Regions from separate parts of the Mus musculus genome. Here regions 2 and 3 are each linked to region 1. The links are chromatin contacts, called in public promoter capture Hi-C maps. All regions are on one chromosome and are shown on one strand. Each heading gives the region's core, a stretch centred on a gene start, on an enhancer-like site or on the middle of the called end of the contact. The rest is flanking DNA. Distances are from core to core; before and after follow the strand shown.

What was found. Promoter capture Hi-C pulls out the DNA fragments that hold promoters and counts their contacts.
Region 2: a contact with region 1 is called in a promoter capture Hi-C map of embryonic stem cells, with 2.6 times the contacts expected there. The contact joins the enhancer-like site here to the promoter of Gorab in region 1. A contact is called at or near these places in 12 of 39 promoter capture datasets (the 3T3-L1 cell line, 3T3-L1-derived adipocytes, the C10 cell line and 6 more), 7 of 484 Hi-C or Micro-C datasets (the Ba/F3 cell line, CD4 T cells, Th17 cells and 3 more), 3 of 115 datasets of contacts at active chromatin or transcription factors (embryonic stem cells, extraembryonic endoderm stem cells and memory CD8 T cells) and 2 of 9 other capture datasets (adipose tissue and liver).
Region 3: a contact with region 1 is called in a promoter capture Hi-C map of liver. The contact joins the promoter of Fmo1 here to the promoter of Gorab in region 1. A contact is called at or near these places in 1 of 39 promoter capture datasets (liver) and 2 of 115 datasets of contacts at active chromatin or transcription factors (large pre-B cells and stem cell-derived neural progenitor cells).

Annotation. Positions count from the first base shown.
Region 1 is chr1:163,401,624-163,405,831 of GRCm38.p6, reverse strand. It overlaps Gorab (golgin, RAB6-interacting), which reads left to right and starts at 2,163. Exons shown (of 5, transcript NM_178883.6): 1 at 2,163-2,309. The coding sequence starts at 2,249. It overlaps Gm24940 (a small nuclear RNA gene), which reads right to left and starts at 3,549; the gene lies at 3,430-3,549.
Region 2 is chr1:163,940,024-163,944,231 of GRCm38.p6, reverse strand. Scyl3 (SCY1-like 3 (S. cerevisiae)) reads right to left here. Exons shown (of 14, transcript NM_028776.5): 7 at 3,014-3,125; 8 at 331-408. Among named protein-coding and RNA genes, the nearest start is that of Scyl3, 12 kb to the right of the region's middle. Within about 2 kb of position 1,986, at least 10 of the 459 cell types and tissues checked have an H3K27ac peak or open chromatin away from gene starts, as enhancers often do. A contact at or near this core is called in embryonic stem cells, where this site is marked.
Region 3 is chr1:162,864,510-162,868,717 of GRCm38.p6, reverse strand. Fmo1 (flavin containing monooxygenase 1) reads left to right here and starts at 2,108. Exons shown (of 9, transcript NM_010231.3): 1 at 2,108-2,479.

The DNA.
Region 1 (4,208 bases), core at 914-3,413:
GCTAGAAACACAATTAGATTTTTAAAAATATCATCTATCTATCTATCTATCTATCTATCTATCTATCTATCTATCTATCTATCTAAATTGTACTGGGTCTCACATTGCAGCCAGGCTGATCTGTAATTCACTGTGTAACTCAGACTGGCTTCAAACTCATGCTGTAGCCTCTTGAGTGCTGGAACTATAGGGATGAGACACCACATCTGAGTCCAGATGAAACACCAACCATCTAATGGAGAATCAACTGGAGAATATATTACAATCCAAATTGTCATAGATGATACCTTCTCATAAACACATGAACATGCTGAATTATATATAAAACTTTTATTTAAACACAAAAATGTTCATCATGGAACTTAAAAGAATATAAAAAGAGAATACTACAAAAGCTAACTACTCAAGTTTGAGTTTCTTACATATAATTGAAAACAAACTAGTAAAGAGCCTGAAAAGAAGAGAATATATAAAGATTAGAAAAACACAGCCTACTGCTCTGGAGAATAAGGAAGCCTTTTGTGTGTGAGAAAACAGTAAATACCCTTTGTGTATATGGTGGTAGGATCCAAATTTACTACACAAATGGGGAAAATTTCCCCTTAAATATAGTTAGTATAATGTGAGTGAGACTTCCAGCAAAACTCTCAACTGAGATACTCTCTCAACTCAGAACCAAGAACTCCCACAGAGCAAAGACTTCTGGAGCTTAGTTCCCACCAGTATCTCCTACAGCATTTGACAAAAGTGAACTCCTTGAGGAAGGGCCAACAGAACAACAAATAGGAGATTTGGAATGTTGCAAGGGGGAAAGTATAATTTTATACAGATGTATTTTATTGGCTTTTATTATCTCTTGCTGGTGCCTTGATTTGCATTCACAAGCAAGGCAAAACCTTTTAAAATACCATAATTACTGACTCTATTAAGATTAGTGATAAATCTTGTCTTATAGAAAATGTATAAATAAAATGTAACAGAAAGCACACAAGTAGGTTTAAAATTGTTGTTGAGTCACTAGTAAATGGTTATTGTGTGCAGAGGGCAAGCTGAATCCACTACCAGATTGTGACTAATACATTCTATTCTGGAGTTAATGTATATCTGTTTACACATTTAGTCTATGTTCAAAACTTGAACGAAACTAATCCTTTTGGATGGTATTTTGCCTTTCAAATATATTGAAAATAAACTCATCTTTAAGATAAGCATGTGTGGCATCCTTGAATTTTGGAAAACCTGTTACATTTCAAAGTTCAAAGATTACAAGAAAGATGTCAAACTTTTTTCTGATACTTATATAACTGAACTGCTCATTTCAATTGCTGGTGTCATATTTTATTTTCCAGTATACTCCTTTACTTCAACTTGATTAAAAATATTGACTCTCGAGTCGAAAATTAATATTCTTTAAAAAAATTTTCAATGTAGCCAATGTAATGTTTTCAGTTGTTTTTAGTAAAAATAATGAAAAAAAGAAATGGTTTAAAAAACGCTGACCTACACATACATGGACAAGCTTTGCATCTTCTAATTTTCTAAACTCTGCTTAAAACGGAGAAATGGAAGCTCAAGAAGATAGCTTTAGACAAAAGAAAAAAAAATCACCATTTAGGACTTGAGTGTGGTGTGTTGAGGGACTTCTATAGGCAGGAGGAGACCAGCAAAATATCTTGGCATAAGGATTAGGTTCTTAGACTCATTCATCATAGAAACAAGAAATCGAAATCTGCTAGATGTTATTGTCTAGAAGTGAACTGGCCAATGCTTAAATCTCAACCCTACACCCTGTTTCTCCATGACTTAGAACCTACAAGCCAAGGATGCTCCGGTACCGCCCACCTCCCAGGCAATACAGGCTCCGCCCAGCTAGTCAGGCAGTTCCGACCTGTAGGCCTCCTCTGTCACTGCCGCTCTACCTGTTTTCCTCAACCCTTCCTCATATTCCCATAACCCCCACTTCCCCCCAAAGATATAAAGCAAGAAGAACTGGAACGTGTAGCAGAGGCCTGTGAGTGGAAGCGAAGGCCGTGCTTTTGTAGTCCACCGAGTCAGGCTTTCAGGCATCGCTCGGGGCAGCCCCACAGGTACCGGGTCCCTGAATGCAGAGGGAGGCCTAGCGCCACAGTTCGGCACGCTGATTGGCTGTTCGCCGCGCCACTGAAGGAACCCGGATGTGCCTGTGGAGCTGTGTTGGCAGTCTGCGCGCGGAGATTTGGGCACTCTTTGGGTGCCCAGGGCTAGGCGGATGGCTCAGGATTGGGCGGGCTTCTCTGAGGAAGAGCTGAGGAGACTAAAGCAGAATAAAGGTAAGGTGTACTTGCGCGCGGGTGTGGAGTCTCGAGTCTGAAGGACAGGAGGCCGTCTTAGTGGGCGAGGGGGCGTGGGGGCTGGAACTCCAAGTTGGGGGACAGGGGTGGTGGGATTCCCTAGGTGTCTTTGCTGCAGAGGCCAGAGGGACGGCCCAGGGGTTTCTCTTTTAGCATCTGTTTTCTGATGATTTGATGTTTTCCTGTAAAAAGGAATGAGGTTAGGAAGAGAAAGCGAAGCCACCACCTGAATGGCCCCTAAGGGAGGCTTTTAACCCAAACCAATGGTTGTAAACTTGGGTTCAGGGTGAATGAAGACTAATACTGCATATACAGCATCATAATTGTGAACTTATAAAACCAGATATTTGGGAAAGGTGTCATGAGAGTGAATCAACGCAGAAGAAGTGGTATTTATGATCCATCCGCATTGCCTTTACTTCTGGCTACCAGATGAGTTTGCATTTCTTTCCAGTTCTTGGGAGTCAGCAAACTAAAAGGACTTTTCGAGAGGTTAGATTTGAAGTGCGTGTGTGTATTTGTGTGTACATGCACAGTGCACTTACATGTCTGTCTCTTCTGCCTTCAGGGACAGTGGAAATCTGCTGCCCCGGATGGGGCGGGGGGCTTTCTGGAATAATTATAGATCACTGTATGGGCTTGCGATAACGCTGCTTCTGATTTATTAAGTTTTCCAGTACTTGGTAGGAAAGGATGTAAAATGCTCTTGACCTGTGATTGCAATTTCACAAAAATGTCTGTGGTAGGCTTGGAAATGCCCATCACTTCTGTGAGAACTTTGTGCCACTCTTGGCAACATTTTAAAAAGTACCTTAAGGATAAAATTAAATTCTTCCATGTCTATAGTTTGTGAGATATCTGGATATGTCTTGGGTACTTGGAATATTTAGCCTAGATATGTGAATTATCTAGGACTGACAGGTGCAGAAGGAAGTAAATTACTAACATGGGGTCAATGTGGGGAAGACTGGACTGGCTGATCTTTCTTAGTACTGTCATGGAATTATCATGTCAGATGTGTTCCAACTGATTCTGTCCAGCTGGCTGTTTTCAGGTTCTTTCCTTCTGTAACTCATTCTCCATTCATATACCTATATGTACAAATGCAGGCACCTAGATCTGATCTGACTCAGTTCTCAGTATTTGAATCAGGTGTGTTGTCTGGTCCAGGGGCCTCTTCCGTCCTTGTCATGGGGAATGCTAACCTGCCATGAAGCACAACGTCTGCCTTAGAGATGTCAAAAGTAGCAGGACATCTTTGCCCTTAGAGACCTTGTAGATTCATGAGACAGACAGTACAATAAGGTGGTAGCCATAGAGCAAGTTCACGCTGAGGATTTAATGGACACTGGGGACATTTCATGGAGGTTGAATCTTGGCTTTAGCTTGATTTGACAAAGGTTTAATGTAGGACTCCAATATGTTTGTTATCTAAAAAGTATATTTTAACTGTTTAATTTGGATTTGGTTAGAAGGTGATGAGAACCTAAACTTTAAGGCCCGTCACTTGGTCATGAAACGCTAGACTGTGGGTATAAAATCACTCATCTATGACATCTGTAAGAACAGAAGTATCTTCCAGTTTTTATGTAGCCATAGTGGAACACAGTGATCAGAACAAAAATACCAAGTCTCCTTGGTTTCCCATTTTTAAAGCTGCAGAAATCGAGTCCTCCTCGCAGCTGTTAAGAATGCAGTTAAATAATCTAGGAAGATGGGATCTGTTGCCAGCCAAAATAAGTACAGGGTGCTTTTGAGACACTCGAATGCATAAATGCATGTGCAGTCAAGAATGTTCTTAGCCACCTTGTTTATAATATCCAAAAGTTAGAGACAAACGAGTTGTTTGCTAGCAGATGAGAGGATACATAATATGTG
Region 2 (4,208 bases), core at 737-3,236, 540 kb before region 1:
TCTGAAGTCTGGCCAGCAGGGATCAGGTGCTGCCATCCCAGTGGGTCTCACCTTGGGGCACTCACTCTGCTGTTTGTCTATCTAGAAGAGCTATTCTCTCTCCACTCCAAGCAAAGCAAAGCTGGCACATCTTTCCGTTTAAGTTACCAGTGTGGATGTGTCTGCATTACGAGGACAGTGAGTCCCGGGGCACGGTACAAAGTATGACATGGAGGGAGGTTCGATAACCACTGGGAAGTCAGAAGTCTAACTCAGCCCGGCAGCGCTGTCATGGTGACAAAGGTTTAATTCAAGGGAGGGAATTTAAGAGTTTTTTTTTTCTGAACTTACTTGAAAAATTCAGTCTTTTCATCTTCACTCTTTAATGTCAAGCTTTTCAAGAAGTTCACAACTTCTAGAAAATCATTTCTAAATGTGAGGAAACAGCAGGACAACAAGGTAAAAGGCATGTTAATGTTAGGTGTTGAAGCCATCAGTACAGAGCAGACCAGGACTTGCAATGAAGAAACGATCTCTAGCTCTCTACGTACACCATACGACAGATTCAAAGTGCTTATGAGAGAAACAAACAGCAAGCCTAGAGGAGCCTACTGTGAGAGGATGTAATAGAGGAGCCTACTGTGAGAGGATGTAATAGAGGAGCCTACTGTGAGAGGATGTAATAGAGGAGCCTACTGTGAGAGGATGTAATAGAGGAGCCTACTGTGAGAGGATATAATGGAAGGGCACTTGCTGCTGTCCTTAGGCTTCAGCAGTGACCACACCTTTCCAATGCTCTCACTGTCACAGACACTGATTAAGTGGACTACCCTGGAAGAAGTGGCACTATCAAAGAAGCTGCTGATCCCCAAGTCCCCTGTGGTGAAGTGAAAACACCAAAGAGGATCTAGGAAATGGAACTTTTATAGAAGTCACCAGTGTTTTCTCATTTTTCTGACTTTTGGACCTAGGCAAGGCCAGTTTCTGAAGAGTCTACAGATAGTTCCAAACCTGTAAACTATTCTGTTCCAAGACAGCATGGCTCCCATCCTACCACATCCCTACCATACCATCCTACCATATCCCTACCTTATCATCCTAGCATATCCTACCATACTGTCCTAGCATATCCCTACCATACCGTCCTAGCATATCCCTACCATACCATCCTACCATATCCCTACCTTATCATCCTAGCATATCCTATCATACCGTCCTAGCATATCCCTACCATACCGTCCTAGCATATCCCTACCATATTGCCCAACACTTAAGCACACAGCTTGGCATGCACAGGTACTGCCTTCATTCTCACGCTGACACCTATATGTGATTCTTGAACAATTCATTATTAAGGCCCTATCTTCCATGATTTCCTCCACATAAAAATTCGTGTTACTTTTAACTTTTACCAAGACTTAATTTTCATTAGCCTGTTGACCAGTAGTTTTACTGAAAACAGTCTAAACACAAACTTTTCTATGGTGGGTAAATTAAAAGACAGTGGAAATACACCAGAAACTCAAGAAACCACTTTGTGCGACGTGAGCCATTTTTCTGCGTTTGTTGAGATGATTTGTGTCATGTGCTGCTTGAGGGTGATGCTTGAAATGCTTAGCATACCAGTAATATGCGCTCCAATGAATTTTTTGCATTTATAATTTAATACCACATCTTTATGTCTGTTTACATTTCTCACGCAAATGGTAGCGTATGTGGACTATAAATGTATGTGCTCATAATCGTAAACTTCTCCTAAGAGACAAGTTGTTTACCTTTCATGGCCCTAGGCGATAAGCAGACCATCTACATTTATTTTATGTGTCCACCACATCCTTTCCTCCTTTGGTATTTCTAGGCTGTAACATTTGTCACAGAGTTTCAATTTTTTTAAGTCTAAAAAACAAAGAACCTTTAAAGACTCCTGTCCAATCGAAGTGGACCTGTGTATCCCAAAGAGGCGGAGCTAATGCACAAGCGCTTTAACAGAAGCAACTGCCTCAGGGAGGGAGCTGGCCTGCTCCACCCTGCTGCTTCCGGCAGTTTGCTCCTCCTGCCACACACGGATGTCTGATGTGGCCTGGAATGCGCTTTGATGATTTTCTTCCCTCTGCACTATTACACAGTTCTTAAAGAACTTGAGTTACATATAGTGGTAACAATTTACTATAATGAATTATCTTTATAGAGACTATGATAGCATGAGAAATAAAGTATTTCTAAAATTCATCTACAAATACAAGAAAATAATAACTGTTGACAGACTTATAAACACAAATATATACAATTGTATTTCCCAATTTAAGAAATGGAGGAGGGAACCTGCTATATTGGGAAAAGTCCAAAACATTTTCTCACAAACATAAATGTCAACTGTACTTGTGGTGACTACAGGACTAACTTAGTAACACCCCACCACACGGTGCCTCTCTAGAGGCCTCATCTTCCTTGGGGAGGCTGTATCCTTCCTTCTGTTCTGATCCCTTCCAAGCTCTAAGTACAAACACATAAACATACTTTGTTTAAGAAACATGGGTTAGGTTTGTTAATAAAACTCACAAACATGGAACTAACCTGGGCACAAGCTCTGTGGTTACAGAAATAAAAAAAAAAACGTAATTAAAACTAACCTTGAAGTTCAAAACCATCTGTGAACCCGGGGTGTTTATTCTGTGTCCTTCCCTCTGACCAACGCCTATACACTGAGACTAAGGGAACCATCTACTGCCAGACGAAACACAAACCTGCCCCCTCTCAACAAGACAGATTCAGAGAACAGGCACCCATAATGCAGTGGCAGCACAAGGCGGGGCCATGCTTATCAACTTTATCTACTTTCTCAATTAGTTTCCAACTGAAAACTATTTGACACGGACTAGTTCTTTCTAATCAAACTTCCTACTGAATCTGGATATAATTCCTTCATGACAGCTGAGAAGTTTTCAAACTTTCTGTGATAAAAACCTGAAAGGCAAACCAATCTCTCTCTCTTCCTCTCTTTCCCTCTCTGTAGTGTGTCACATGATGCCCTCACCTGAAGAAATCATGGGACAGTAAGGTGCTGAGTGCTGGCCGACACTCGGGCATGGGGTTCAGCAGAGCTGAGTGCAGGATCTGTAGGAAGCTGGAGAGAACGTCCGCTGAAACTGAAATCCAGAGCTACAGTTAGTTCCAGGCCTTCTCCCTCTTTTCGGACCTCTCTAGCTGGAGACTGATGAGAGCAAAAACCAACCTGAAAAAGCCCAAGCAAACAGAGCCCTGGCTGTTGCTGCACGACTTCTGCTCGTTCAGGCCAGACGCCTTGGAAGGTCTCCAAAGCTGTCTTGTCGGCACAGCCCGCACTACCCCAGGGGCCTTCCTTCTCCATGCTCCCATTTCCTGATTGTTAATACACCTCTGATCCAAAAGGATGGCTCAAAAGGTGGAAGGTTGGAAGGGTCTTTTTGGGTAGGCTCTTCAAGAGAGTTGACTGAATGTCTGTATTTTCAGTTCATCTTCACATTTTCCACCATTAGAGGTGTGATGGAGAGTAGTTAGTTCAAAAAAAAAAAAACCAACAATGCCTTAAAACTTTAGGGCTTAATTCACATTTAGGAGGGACAGTTCAAGTTGACAGCAACCAGGCACGTCTAACACCAGACACTGCACATACTGGTAAAAGCTATACTGGTACTGTAGGAGGTGTCAGCAGAATGAGACAGGCCACTAAAGGACTGAATGTGGCAGCCAGCACAGTAACTGTCACAGGTGCAGAGTTATGTCCTAGAGCCCATCCCAGGAGACTGACACAGGCTGCCCAGCATGCAATTAGAGGAGACTGAAGGGAGTAGAGAACTGTCTTTAGGTAGCCTGGCCTTAAAAGGGCACGTAAGAAAAAACACTAAGTAAATTATAATAGGAAAAAATTAATGGCTTTGAAAGCATAAAGAAACTTTAAGCCTGATTTTGAAATTAATTTAATAAAAACACTACTACTCAGGCCAGCAGAGCTCAGTCACTGGGGCTGTCCTCACAGCGAGACAGCTCAGTAACAAAGCCAGGAGATAACCACATACAGCAGGGACAGCCCTGGGCAAAGGGCTTCCTACTTGAAGTTCTTTTCTGTTGTTCATACTTCTGCTGCTGCTATCTGTCTAAATAGCTGTGTGGTAGGCAGCCGTTTTCCCTCTGTCCTGAAGCCTGCAGTCCGTGGATCCCCATGCAGAGCGAGCGGGTCAGGAATGCGTCTG
Region 3 (4,208 bases), core at 859-3,358, 540 kb after region 1:
CCCTGCGAAAATGTGGAGGGTCTTGCATGCTTTCTTGCAGTATTTTACTGGATAAGAACTAAAAATCTCAGGGCTAGTTCAACAAAGTAAACTTAGAATTACAGCCGAGTCACTCCCATATTCAGGAATTTACAGTTGTCTAGGAACAAGGAGGGTTATGGTTTAAGGAGGAACTAGAGTATTGTATTATTAATGAAAAGGTTAGCAAGAGTGGAAACACTCTGGTGCTGGGTTATTCAATAGACCAGAATTGCACCTGGGCATATTCGCCCTTTCACCTGGATCCTATCAATAGCTGACTTTAGATAGGGCTGATAGTACCTCAGTTGTAAACTCTGCCTGGTTCCTGCCAGTCTTTATGTATGCATTTCTCTGTTTTATGTCAGATAACTTCAATGTACCTTGGCTGATGTGTCACTTAACTTCTTTGTTTTCTTCTGTAATATAAGTCTGATGCTCACTTTGAGACATTACGTTCAGATACAGCACTCTCTCTGTGTCAATGTCTGTTTGTCACTCTTTGCCAACTTCTTGCTCACCTGTACCAGTATCCTGGTTCCCCATGGGTTGAAGAACCAACTGAGTCCAGTCCTAGGCACTAAAGAAAATTTATTGGCTACCAATGTGGCTCACTTGACTAACAGGCTAGAGGCCTTTCTTCATCCTGTATCCTTAACTATAGGTGACTAATATTGATCCCTAAAAGCAGCCAGAATGGAAACTACCAGTGAAGGTCAGATGCCTCATTCATTTAATAATTAATAAAAGTCTCTGGCCAATTATGGAAATGAATATAGTAAAATGATCATGTTTATGATCACTCAGTAGCCTAATCTCCCTTATGTGCAGTTTGTCACCACCGGGGCCAAGTGACTCCTTTAGTGTTCTCCATGTACACACCAACGTAATTTGAATGCTAAACTTTGGACAGTAACCTAGTCCTAACTCTTAAGATGCTTCTGACTGAAGGTCACATTCAAAGGGACATCTGAGCTAACAGTCGTCCTGAAGGCTTACCTTATGGTCAAATTTAAGTTTTGAAATCCTTCAATGACTACCATCCTCAGAGCTTCAGGAGGGTAACTTGAACTAAGAACTCACAGCCAGCAATGTTGTCGACTTGCCAAGTGCTTAATGAGTCAGCAAGATCAGAGCTGAGCCGAACAAACAATCGGAATGTTTGATGTTCTATAGCATCCTCCAGAAGTGAAGTTACAGGCTGTGCTGAAATGGTTAAGAAAATATTTAGCCTGTCAAGAGCCTTTTACTGCCTCAGTCCACCAGTGTCTCTTGGAGTTTTCTTTTTCATGCCTGTAGGAATCTCTTCAATACCGAGGATCAATGATAAAAAAATAATTGAGCAATGTCTCTTGGAGTTTTCTTTTTCATGCCTGTAGGAATCTCTTCAATACTGAGGATCAATGATAAAATAATAATTGAGCAATGCATAACACTATCAACACCCTTATGCACCAGAGTTTCCTATGCGCATGACCATCTCACATAGATTACCTCATCTAACTCCACAATAACTATTTGAGGAAGCCATTGAATTACATATTTTTAATTGAGGAATCTGGAGCTGAGCAAAATCAAACATTTTTCAAAGATTACTTTGATAAAAAAAAAAAAAAAAAAAAAAAAAAAAAAAAAAAAGCTAGTGAACACATTAGAAGCCAGGACTCATGACTTCGAAGGCTATGTACTTCTCACACATCTGTCTTGCATTTCCCAAGCACCTGGACAATCATCTACAGTTAAAGGAGCTTTAAAATGTGTTTAATAAATGTAAGTAATGTGTGCATTTTAAAATAACAATTTTCTCTAAGTGAGAAATGGACCAAAAGTCTTAAAATGCAAGTTTGATGTAGCAGCTGTTAATATGATTGTGAATTTATGTAGCAGATGTTAATTTCATCCTTAGCCCAGGGAAGAATGAAATGAAGGATACCATTATAAGTACCCAATTTCATTTATAGTTTGCAAACAGAAGGATGAGTTTTAAGTACATATCACCAGGCAGTCTGTCTCTCAGCATACCACTGTTGCAAGTAATCAATTGAACACACAAACAACAGCTAACCTTCGGTTCCAATTTTTTTTCCTAACGCTTCTTATCTCTTAGACCAGGCTCATCCTGTGTGCAGGGAACTCCCAAACACTGGCTCAAAACAATTTTGATTGTTACTAGCTCTGGGATCCTAATTGTGTCAGGGCCACTGGAATGAGCAATTACAGCTACTTAGAGTCAGTAACCCCATAAAAATCTCCGATTCCTCTGGGTGAAGAAGGTGGAGCTGAGTTTTTCCTGTTTTTTCTTATTGTACATCAGAGAGGAGTCGTCTCAACAGAACACAGCTCCCTCCACGAGTGACCCTGGGGGAATTTTTCGACCATCCCTTGCTCCAACGTAAGGAACAGAACTTGAGACCTTGTCACAGGAACATAAAGTCAGATTGCTAAACTTCTGCATTTACTGGTAAGTCCTCTGCTGGATGAGTTATTAAGTGCTTCCCTCAGCAGCCTCTAGCATGGTATGAGTTAATGGTTTGTAAGGTATATCTACCACGTATCAGTATGTTACATTAACTGAAACAAAAAGCAAGCCTTTCTGAAAAGTTGACTAACTTAGGTTTGCACTTCACCAATTTTCTGTTTCTGTGTTTCCTGCTCTATTCTGTACTTGGGAATCAAATTTCTCGATTTTTGTACTATTTATAAATCTTATCTGCTAATCTTCAATCCACAAGTATCCAGATGAAGGCTTTGAGAGTCACTTCTACAGTTTAATTCCATATATTTTATGTAAGCATAGAAAACATGGGTCTCAATGCCCAGTTGTTTTCTTAGAGTCTTTACTCTCTTAGGGAACTTGTTATAACCTTGTAAGAGGCAGCATGTGTTATGTGGTAGATGGTTTAGGATTAGGCTTGAGGAAGTAAATGTCTGCTGTTAAGAGGTTACAAATCTCAGAACATACTCTTATTCCAGCCCAGGTCCCAATTATCCATCTGAATATACTACAAGTGCTAACGCTTGAACTGACACAACCCATTTAGGGATATGCTCTGATAGGGCAGTCTGTGCCTGTCAGTATTCTGAGATATTGGCACACACTAAAGAAGAATGTGGGGGTACCTGCCTGCGTGAATAAAGATGCCTTCCTAGTGAACGTGTAAGTGAGTCATACTGGTTAACTGATCCAGTGCTAATTACCCTCAGTTAGAGGATAATCTTCTGAAAAAAACAAAAAACAGTAAGGTCTCCAAGTCAATTTAAAACACACTCAAAAGGTAAGACTTGGATTAGAGGTTCCCAAACTTCCCAGGTTTAAAGTGATGATTTGCATGTCAGCAATTCCTTCACAGTTCCCCCAGGCCAAAGTTCCTGCTAAGTAGTCAAGCCCAAACAAATCTGTGCTTATGTTCTAACTGTTGTAGGCGGTTGTACAGATTGTAAAGAAATTGAAAGAAAATTCGTTTTTATTTCACTCATAATCACACTCAGTGTGGATTTATGGGGTGGCTGAGCGCTGTAGATTCTCAGATCTTAGGATCAGCTAAGACAGGACCTTCTCATGTGTTGTTCCTCATAGAACACTTTCCCACTTTTTATCATAGAAGCTGTTGAGCCCCTGCTTCATAAAACTGCATGGAGAGGACCCGGGGTGTGTGTGTGGGGGGGGTGTCACTGAATGGAACACAGCCCTGTCTCACGCTAAAACTATGACATGCTCCAGGCTCATGCCAGTATCCCAGCACTCTGGAGGTTGACTTGGGGGATTGGCAGAAGCTCAAGGCCAGCCTGGGTTACGTTGTAAGTCCAGACCAGTCTGAGATATAGTATGAGACCCTGTCTAATGCTACGGTGGTGAGGTGGGAGTGGGTTGGTGGGGCGGGGGCACCCTCATAGAAGCAGAAGGGAGGAGGAGTGGATAGGGGGTTTGCAGAGGGGAAACTTGGAAGGGGGATAACATTTAAAATGTAAATAAATAAAATAACCAATAAAAAATACTAAAAAAAATACTTATATCTGAGCTACCATAAACTATGGTTCAAAACACTGAATATCACTGTGCTCTCTGGCACTCTTAAATAACTCAAGGCCCCTCTGTCTTTGGAAATGAGATTCCCCATGCCCACATAGTATCTCAATAATGGAGGAGCATGCTCAATCTGATCTTGTTTAATTATTTGTGTTTTCTGTCA